Linked DNA regions of Zea mays: region 1 is linked to region 2. Evidence: chromatin contacts called from public Hi-C data. All regions are on one chromosome and are shown on one strand. The core of a region is the stretch at or near the end of the contact, and the rest is flanking DNA. Distances in the headings are between cores, read along the strand shown.

Region 1 (5,161 bases), core at 2,149-4,648, 770 kb before region 2:
GCTTGGTAAGCTTCTGCCGAAGCTCGTTACTGCCTTCTGTGAGGCCGGTATCACCAGCGACCGGTAAAACCAGCGCAAGCCTGCTCTCTGCTGCATCAGCAATGGAATTGGGACCCTTTATTATATTGCGCGTGTATATTCGATGCTTGTGTATTCCAAATAAAATGGCGCCTGGTTTGTGTGTTACTTGTGCCTGTCTTGTAAATGTGAAACAGTATATACAGATGATTGCTGAACTGATATGCTTGGTCTTGTAAATGCGGAACGGTATGTACGCATGATTGCTGGTGTTTATGTTGCTAAGCTGAAGGCAGCTAAACACTCAAGTGTTTGGGTTTGGGCTGTCTTCTGCGGTCAGTGTGAAATAAAATGTAAATGTGTGTTGTTCAATCGTTTTGGACTATTGGCATAGCAGCTGTGTATTCATATATTTGCTCATATTGCAATCTGAAATACGAAGGCAAGGGGATCCATTGTTGCCGTGCTGTTTATCTTGTATATGGATGTGCTGGATTGATTTTTATTTTTATTTTTTAATACAATTTATTGCGCAAATTACATAAATATCTCGAAAATTCACACTACCGAAAACCATAGGTTGTCATGGGGCTAAATAACATTTTGGGGAAAAACACCATAAATAAGTGAAATAGGTAATGTTTAATTTTTAACATCTATTTCAAAAATCACAACATTACTAGGAGGCCAAACTTCATTTTATTCGACAAAAATAAGAGATGTGGACCACATACAACATATATTAATAGAGAGGAAAAGTAAGTTTAGACATGGAATAGAAGTTCCAAAAGAAGGGGGAAAGCATAAAGTCATGGAGATTTATTACTAGAGGACTACTCTCCTAAAGATCTCGCTTCCTCCTTGCTGGCTTTAACAGGCATGCCCTCAGACCTTTCCCGCTGCATGCCAACAGATCAGATGTTTATTATACTCGCTAGACGAAAATAAATTATGACAGGTGAATGACTCGCTCAACAATAGAAACAATAGAGGATGTTCTAGACGCCTATATCATAAATTTGGAGATGGTTTTATGGTAACAAAAACTTGTAGTTGGCGTTGGTAGGAAATGGAGTCCGTTCTTACAACGTCCTTCAAGTTTTTTTTTTCGATGTCAAAAAATATTAAAGATAAAATTCAAGAAAATCTGAATTATTAGAGATAAGAGGAACAAAGACAAGATTTTTTCTGAGCACTGGGTACACGATGAATATTATTCATATGTTAATCATGGTATGACCAATATTATGTGAGGTAAAACCAGCTGTGTGATCCTGAGACCTCTGTGTTTACCTGTTGACAGATCGCGACTGTCAACAAACTTTGTTTTGATGATTCTGTATTTTGTTAAAAAAGAATTTGTTATTGGGTTGGAGCGACGTGCATATGTTTCTGCTCTTGTCGTAAAATCATCTCCTGCAGCTTACATATACCCATACATATATTCAAACTAGTCTAATAACCGTGCGTTGCAACGGTACCTAACCATATTTAATGATATTCATTGAGTGACTAAGAGCATCTCCAACCACGTGACCTATAAAAATGCCATATATTTTAAAAATAAGTATATTTTATAGAATTTAGGGCACCAACAAAACACTCCGCTCCAACAGTAAAACGCTAAATCTAGATTATAGGGCAGTCCACTACGGTGTAGTATATTTGAGTCACTTGAGAGGGTGCCCTATAGTTTTTTGACAAAAATTTATGAAATAGGGCACTGTTGGAGTAGTTTTTTTTGTAGAGCCCTATATTTAAATTTGAGGCACTAGTTTGAGGCATTGTTGGAGATGCTCTAAGCGACACTTGAGAGTCTTAATAGACCCTCCACATAAAAATATTATAATAAATAAATTTAATGTCAAATTGAACATATTGTTCATATACCATATATTGAACTCGTAAAACAAATATTACACTTGATCTTAGCCAAAAGACCGAAAAATAAGTTGAAAAGGAACCCCTTTACTCGAGTTAAATTATAGCCTGTGTTTTGGCTTATGACTTGGGAGCGAGAGGATGGTGTAGATCCGATGCCCTAACCAAAATCATCATTGAGATTCCATATGTAACACATGCAAATTCATTTATGGTGATGGCTTAACAGTTTTCTCCAAATTTAGCAAGACGTAGAAAAGCACAAGTACACCAACAAGATCATTCCCGAAATACCAACTACAACAAGTTTATCCTCTAATACTTAACATGCTTACTGAAATATATACTTACTATTGCCTTTAGAGTATCATATCAAATAATAAAAACATTTTCCGCTTTTACAGAGCCTTGTACTTATTTTCAATTGCATAGTTGGTTTCACTTAAAATTCAATATGCAACGATGGAAAAAAGCGTACAGAGGTTGTTGCGAAATGGACGGAGTTTGTTGCTAGAGCGACAGCCTCGAGAACGCTGTGTGAACAAATAGGATAGAGATGTGATATGATATGAGACCGCAGGTTGATTTTGAAGAAATATAAGGAGTTCTTTGTAAAAAAGATGACGTGTGACGACCGTTGAAACTAATACTTTAATATAGTAGAGACTACACTCTACAAATAATACAATCTACAATACAAAATACTGCAAAAGTTGTTTTTAGTGACCATATGTGTGAACTAATGTATAAACATTGTTTTGTATCGTTTTGTAGATTGTATTGTTTATACAATGTAGTTTGAATATAAGTATGAGTATAATTAAACTGTTGGAGATGGTCTAACCGATAACCCCACATTGTTTACGTTATACGTACGTAATAGGTACTGCAGCCTTTACAAATCACTTCTAGCATCTATAAAATAAAATATTCTACAACAGTTGTACTGGCGGTGCGGATAGATTGCATCGATAACCGTCTGCTAATTGGATTAGCCTTAGAGATAGAGAACACGCGTGGTTATGCATGATTGTTTTGGGTGGATATTTGGGAAAGCTCTAAGCCAAAACAAGTATGTCGCTTTTTTTATTTAGCTTCTGTAAATTCAGGAGCTCAGAAAAGGTGAATTTATATAGAAAATTGAAAAGCCTGGTTTTCAGGGGTTTTTACAGCTTACCGAGTTTATAAAGCTAATAACACCATCGAAAAACTGATATTAACTTTTTAGATCAAAAGCGTAGTAACAGTGTTTTTACAAAAGGTCGCTGCAGATTAAACAAACAGAACTGATATTATTATTCACCCACCACACCACATGTGAGTAGGCCAGGGCCCACGAGCCAGCCTCCCAAGGTCAGTCAGGTGTCCAGATACTGAAGCAGACCCCGTGCGAGCTGATTTCCTGAACTGGAATGCAGAAAGCCGAGAGAGCCTAGGGCCCACCACGCACCGAGCCTTAAAATAAATTCCAAAAATCTGAACGGCTTTTCGGGTCGGTCCTTCTTTCCTCTACGAAAAAACCATTTTTTCAGTATAAAATTTCGTTTTTCTCCTCTCAGTCTCCGACGCCGCCGCACTCATCCCCCCAGACGACCACCCTCCTCCTCCTCCCCCACCCACCTCGCCGGAACCCTAGCGCCGACCGCCTGCCGTGCCCATCGACGGCGATCGCATTGCTGCGCCCCGATGGCGACCCGCGCCTCCAAGTGAGTCATTCTCGTCGCCGATCTATTTGGCCCCTCGTCCTTTTTTTTAGACCAAAGGCTTATTTGGCCCCTTATCTCCTCCCGTCTCGCCCCCCTTCAATTCTGATTCTGATGCGGACTTGCCGCCCCGCCGATCTGGTACCCGTCGCAGGAATTGCCTCTGCGCGGGCAGCTCTTCGTTCGATGACCCCGACGTGGTCGAGGTGTCTCCGGCAACCGCCGCGGCTGCAGGGTGGGCCTCCGGCCACCACAAGAGGAAGCGGAGCCAGGTGATGTCCAATTCGCCTCCTTCTCCTTGGATTCCTTGGGATTGGTATGATTGTTTTTTTTAAAAAAAAAAATCCGTGCCGGGGAAACGGTGAATTCTGATAAGGCCTGGTGGTTATATGATGGCAGGTTGCAGTTGATAAGTTAATTCATGTGCCATGTATTTGAACAAAAAAATGTGATGTGTTTTGAAGTGTTCATTTGGCAATCATCTTATTGGTGTATTGGTCAACCATGGAAGTATGAACAAATGGTATTTAAAAAAATGTGGTCTGTTCTCTAGCAGAAAAAAAAAAACAGAACAGAACAAATAAGATGTTACATCACGGGGATTCATGGAAAACAGAAATCTTAGTTTCTTAGAGAAGAATCAGCATGAGAAAGAAGAATTACATCATGACGATGCACACATAAGAATACTAAACTTCTAATAACATTAGTTTGGTTCCCCTTGCATCTTCATTTGATTCATCAGGTCCTTGATCCTTTTTGTCAACTTATGACAGTCTTCATCATCCAACAGATGTTAGATTTTCCTTTTTTTTTGTAATCACTGTAGCCCTCTTATTTTTAATATGTTACACTGACAAACGAGTGAATTCTATTGTGAATGTCATAATCCTGCCCAGCCTTATTTTAAAGGTGTCGCCTAGGCGTCCAGGCGCCCGAACGATCCAAGGCGTCCCCGTCGCCTAGGTAAGAATCAGCAAGAGGGTATAGGGCAGAGGGGAAGGGAAAGGGGCGCCGCCGTTTCGGGGTGGCAGCGCCGAATCGGGAGCAGCGGAGGCCAAATCCAGGGCGGCGGAGGCTGAATCGTTGGCGGCAGCGTCCAAATCGTTGGCGGCGGCGGTGAATCTGAGGCGGCGACGGCGAATCTGTGGTGGCGGCGGCTCAATCGGGGGCAGCAACAGCTGAATGGTGGGGGAGAGAGGCAACCTAGGGTTGCCAGAGGAAGGACTATATGGGCTGGCTGGTGGGCTGGGCCTCCTACCCCTTCCTTCTCCTTTTTTTTCTTTTTCTTCCTCCTCCATGGCACTGTTTTGCTGATCCTCAGGTTGATAAGGCGTCGCCTAGGCGTCTAGGCGGTGGTCCAGCGCCTTATCTCGCCTTACCGCCTTAAGAACCATGCTGCCCAGCCCCCTGCCCCTACATCTGCACATATGCTGATATGCACCTTTAGATATATATTGCCACCAAAGATTTCTTTTGCAGAAGACAAATGCACCTCCTAAGTAAAAGTGCTGAAAGCATTTCATAATTTTTAATGATGCCCAAGTAATCTTGCCATT
Region 2 (5,170 bases), core at 1,353-3,852:
CGGGTGTCATGAACATCTGTGTCCTCATGCCAACAGTTTTGGACCCCATCTCCCACTACAACGTTGGCGTGACCACATCCTCGCATTCAAACGACCACATCCTCTCTAATGTCACCTTCTTCGTCATGCCATCCTGGTGGCGTATGGATGTCATGTTCCTATTGTGGGTGCTAGGCACACTCTCTTCCAAGCTAGTGGAGTCTACCCACATCCGCCACAACATAGCACGCCGCTTCTGGATCACCATCTAGCAACCATGAAGCTCATGCTCTTCACCTTGACGCTGAATTTCGTATCTTCATGCAAGGCGGTGTCTCAATCAACGACTACCGCCGCAAGATGAAAGAGATAGTTGGCACTCTCGGCGACCTCGACAAGATTATCCGCAATTGCACCCTCATCATCAATGTTCTACACGGCCTAAATGAGAAATTCGCCCCTAAGAAGGCACACTTCAAGCGTTTCAAGTTGTTCCCCTCCAATTAGGCCCACAACGACCTTATCCTCAAGAAGATCGACTACAACAAGCCAACACCACCTCCAGCTCCAGCAATCGCCCCCGTCAATTCTCTAGTGTGGTCTTCAAGCGGCTCTACTCCCCTAGCATTGCCTCCATTGGAGGTTCGACAATGCCCCATGACAGATCCACCAGCTCCACGACGCACTCTAGCAGCACTGGTGGTGACTCGACCCAGCGCTGTGTGCACACGTTCCCCAGGCTGCGTAACAGCAAGCCCTACTGCCCAAGCCCACTTCACCAAACACGCCCTTCAGCCCTTCCTATTGACGTCGTTCAAGCAGGCCCAGCAGCAGACTAGCGGCCAGTTTGTTTTGGCTTTTCGCAGCTTTTGGCCACCAAAAGCTGCTGCGGACTGCCAAACACTCAGCTTTTCAGTCAGCTTCTATAAAATTCGTTTGGGTAAAAACCATTTAAAATCAACATAAACATATAATCGGTTGAGTCATCGCAATAGTAGTAATCTGTCACTTTATAGATCCTGAGCTTCATGGACAACTTTATCTTCCTCAGCACGTAATCCTAATGATACTCAGATTCTCTACACAGCCAGATTCTCCCCACAGCTAGATTCTCGGAAAAGCTGGTCAGAAAAAAGCTGAACCAAACAGGCCCTAGGCCACCTCCACATCCCACTGATGTCCCTGCATGGACACTATGGTCCAGATATTGGGATTAGCAATCCCTCACCAGCAATTTCAGCACCACAACCCTCTTGATATTCAGTAGAATACAAGCAATATTCATGCTACCAATTTCAAACAGGGGGTACAAGATTTTAAAAAAACTCAAATAGAACTCCACTTGTGTTAAGTCCAACAGCAAAATTATACATTTGTATCATCAGCTACAGCTATAGCACAAGTACATATGTATCCCTTATAGGTACAAGATACGAATAACATGATATTTATCCATTGCACATTCAATTATAATCATCTTCAAGCACAACTAATGCTAGATTGTAGGCAGCCATCCACGCATGACACGTGTGTGCATGGAATTTCTTGCACAACTATAGAATGTGGCAGCCAGATTTTGACAATACAAGTATACAACTCAATGACCCGCTAAGCAAATAGGTTCAAGTCATTTGACATTCTGATATCTAGATACTAGTAATGGAGGGTAGAATATATGATCAAGAATCACATGGTACATAACAGCATAGTGGAAATTATGCTGCATTCTTATGCCAATTGTTACATAAAGGCCGGAATATGGTTAATAGAAGTTAACCGTCACGAGCATACAAACAAGGTGAGCTGTAGAACAGGAGCGCTGACAGTTCAACCCCCAATCCACACACACACCAAATTCCATGTAACCCTTCTTAATTGTTTGTGAACCAACAATTAGCTGTATGTAAAAATTGCTAAGTGTTTCTAATCATTCATGGATCCGCCAATCGCCTAACATCCAAAAACGTACTCCATTACAGGAATCAGGAATGCAACATGCACCACCGAACAAGAACAGTGGTAGCCTCGAACAATGGTAGCCTCGACAACAATGGCATCCGCATCTATGCTAGTACTGCCGCACAGGAATGCAACCGATGTAGCAGCGCTCGACTCAACTCCCATACCCTCCTGATGTCATCCTGCAGAGGTTGCAAAACCCACCCCCATAGCCCGGTATTCACACTGCATCCAAAGCGACACCCACCGATCTCACGACGCACGAAACCCTAGCCCGCCGCCACGCACCACGGGGCCATAGAAAAAAGGAGGGAGGTGATCCGTACCGTCGTCGAGGGGCACGAGGCACTCGTAGGAGATCTCAAATTGGAAGGGATTGAGGAAGGCGGTGGGGTTATCCAGCACCGCCACGTTGGTGATGTTCACCGCGCTCATCGCCGCCGCCGCAGCCGCCGGGAGTAGCCGCTCGTACTCGAGCAGAGGGGAAAAGACGAAAGCGAGGCACGGCGGCTGCGGATCGGATTTGTGGTCAGGGGTTGCTCTGCTCGAGGGCGCGACCTTTCAAGCGGGTTTAATGGGGAGCGGCGGGAAGCGAATTTGGGTTGGCGGGAGACGGCCTGGAGCCCGATGTTTGGAGTGAGAGGGCCAGAGAAGCTGGGGTCTGCGGAAGCCGAGAGAGTAGAGGGGACGACGACTGTCGAAACTGAACTACAAAAGCGAACTCTAATTTCCTAATTTGCACGAGAGCCTTAATTAGACGGTGGTAATATTCTCAAAATTTTGAGGAATCGCACAGAATTCTCCTAAAAATGGACTTTCTACATATATCTTTCCTGATAAGCAGCTGCGATCACATTCGTTAGGCATTAGGCTAAAGAAGTAGCAGTCATCGTTGATTGCTCACTAGCGCCGCTCTTGGTACCAAGACTGATTCAACAGAAACAATGGAGACAAAGCCCTGACGGAATGAATATACATGAGCCCGTGGTTCGATAAGACGATAAGAATGGTGCCGTGTAATCATTCCTCGCTACGAAATCGACTCCCCAGATATATAGCAAACATGTTACCAGCGTTCTCTTCAACAAGCCTAGTCAAGGTTCAACTTGGACACCATAATAATACAGATATAAGACAAAACAAATGGCTTGGTGCACACAAATCGCTCAAAGAACTGGGTAGAACCATGGTGACAAAGGGACCACGACATGAGCGGTTCCAAGGCAAGAAGACTCCACCTCACTTTTTTAGAACACTGCACACCACAAACAGAGAGCAATATTATGTGCCGTACATACATCGAAGGAAATATCGTGCTGCAACAAAGTAAACTAAAGAAAATGTCAGAATGGCCATAGGGCATGTACAACATCGATTCTATATTGTGGTTCCCCAAATACTAAATATAACTAAGAAACCCCTTCGTACAACCCAATGTATCTAAGTCTTTATTTTAATTACTATAACCCCTCAAGATACGACTCATTTAGGTCTTGTTCGGTTATTCTAATTCCATATGAATTGGGCTGTATTAGAATGGATTGAGATGTATTTTAACTTGATATGGATTTAAACCGGTTTAATACCACTCCATCCATATGGCTTAACGGTGAAACGAACAAGCTCTAATAGAACCGTATCTAGACTTAGAGAACTCAGAACCGTGCTAGAGACGTTCCTTCACTAAAATACCGTCTCTTGTGTTTTTTTGCACTTACCCCCTTGATACCCCATAAGATACAGAGCATTTATGTGGGTTGTACATGCCCTAATAGTGGTACTCAGGCATACCCTGGTGTCCTTCAGGAAATTAAACTGGATATTACTTACTTGTAAAGGTAGGCCGCAATACCAAGAATGACACACAGAAGGATGATGTCGATGCAAAAGTTGCGACTTGATCTAAGCTGGTAACAAGTCAATGTGAAAAACAAATGGTACGAGGTCACCAAACTACTCAAGCATTAGTTAGCAAGTGTAGAACGGAAGTGCTAAGTTCTTACTTGAAGAACAGTCTCCTTCAGTCTCACGTTGGTATTCTTCAAATCTGCATTGGCTCTATCCACCTACAATCATCATTATGTAGCAAAATAAGAGTTGCTAGACAATTTCTGGGAGCCAACGAAAACTAATGGCTGCCAGATAACAGACCTTATCATCCATTTCGTCCATCAGAGGGACTTGTCTGTCCAATTCCTGAAGATCGCAGTTACTCAGTTAGTCAGTTAGTTGTCCTTAACTTACTAAAATTACCATATAAAAAAATCAAGTGCAGCAAACAACCTCATTCATATCAGATGCCATGTTTTTCAAAGTTTCCAGTCCTTCACCAATAACGTCCAAACCTTCATCCTGCACAATTTTATTGCCAAAGACAAGTTACACCATATGACAAATTGAGAGGAAATGCATCCAGTAGCAAGAGAATATGAAACAGAAAGGAGGAAAGTGGCTCAGTGAATTTACCTGTTTCATTCTGCGCATCTCATATTCCCGACGGAACTGATTAGATTCTTCTGTCCCCTTAAAGTACTCATCATCAAAGTTTCCATCTGTATGTTTTATGTAAAGTTAAAGAGAGAAATGACATCAGGCAGTTATTCAAACATAAATGAAAGTCAAAACTAGAAGGATCTTGAGTCTGACTACACATGAGGTTCAGTTTGATAGATGGCTTTCCAATAACTAGGGAGCAACAATGTTACTTATTTTAGCCTGACTTATTAATCTAGGTGGTTATGGTTACATTTTCGAATTGGGCACAGTGGTATTTTGAATCACATGTTTCATTGTAATACCCAACTTGGGGATATAAAAGAGAGGAATAAAATTAGCGTAATGTCTTCTCCTTCATAGAACTATTATGAGACATGATTAAAATAAATAATTCCCCAATAAAAGTGCATCATGCTGGAGTTTTGTTGTTGTGCATATAATAATAATAGCAACATTATTAATCAAAATATGATGATAAGGAAATTGAATAGAATCTTAGATGGAGATTAGGGTTTAAAAAAATAGAAAAGAAAGGAGAAGAGATAAAAAGAAAACCCTAGAAATTGGGGAAAAGAGAGGAAAGAAATAAATATTATACAATACAAATTAGAAATTTTAATTACACGGCTTCACCACATTTTGTATGACCAAAATTCATAATTAGTCTGTATACAATTATGCCACAAAGTTTAAATTAGTTTGAAGCTTGGAATTTGGAAAGAAGAGATAAAACAAA

What was found. A called contact is a pair of places that touch in the nucleus more often than the background predicts.
Region 1: a contact with region 2 is called in a Hi-C map of tassel, with 2.2 times the contacts expected there. The contact joins the promoter of LOC103630718 here to the promoter of LOC100283736 in region 2. A contact is called at or near these places in 2 of 25 Hi-C or Micro-C datasets (ear and tassel).

What each region holds. Positions count from the first base shown.
Region 1 is chr6:175,325,158-175,330,318 of Zm-B73-REFERENCE-NAM-5.0, reverse strand. LOC103630718 reads left to right here and starts at 3,398. Exons shown (of 8, transcript NM_001310314.1): 1 at 3,398-3,605; 2 at 3,757-3,874. The coding sequence starts at 3,586. LOC100502171 reads left to right here. Exons shown (of 11, transcript NM_001363208.1): 11 at 1-390. The coding sequence ends at 67. It also overlaps the pseudogene LOC111589705.
Region 2 is chr6:174,551,183-174,556,352 of Zm-B73-REFERENCE-NAM-5.0, reverse strand. LOC100283736 reads right to left here and starts at 2,602. Exons shown (of 3, transcript NM_001156635.2): 1 at 2,265-2,602. The coding sequence starts at 2,373. LOC100283631 reads right to left here. Exons shown (of 9, transcript NM_001156532.2): 4 at 4,405-4,490; 5 at 4,222-4,290; 6 at 4,090-4,134; 7 at 3,942-4,004; 8 at 3,769-3,845; 9 at 2,693-3,193. The coding sequence ends at 3,178.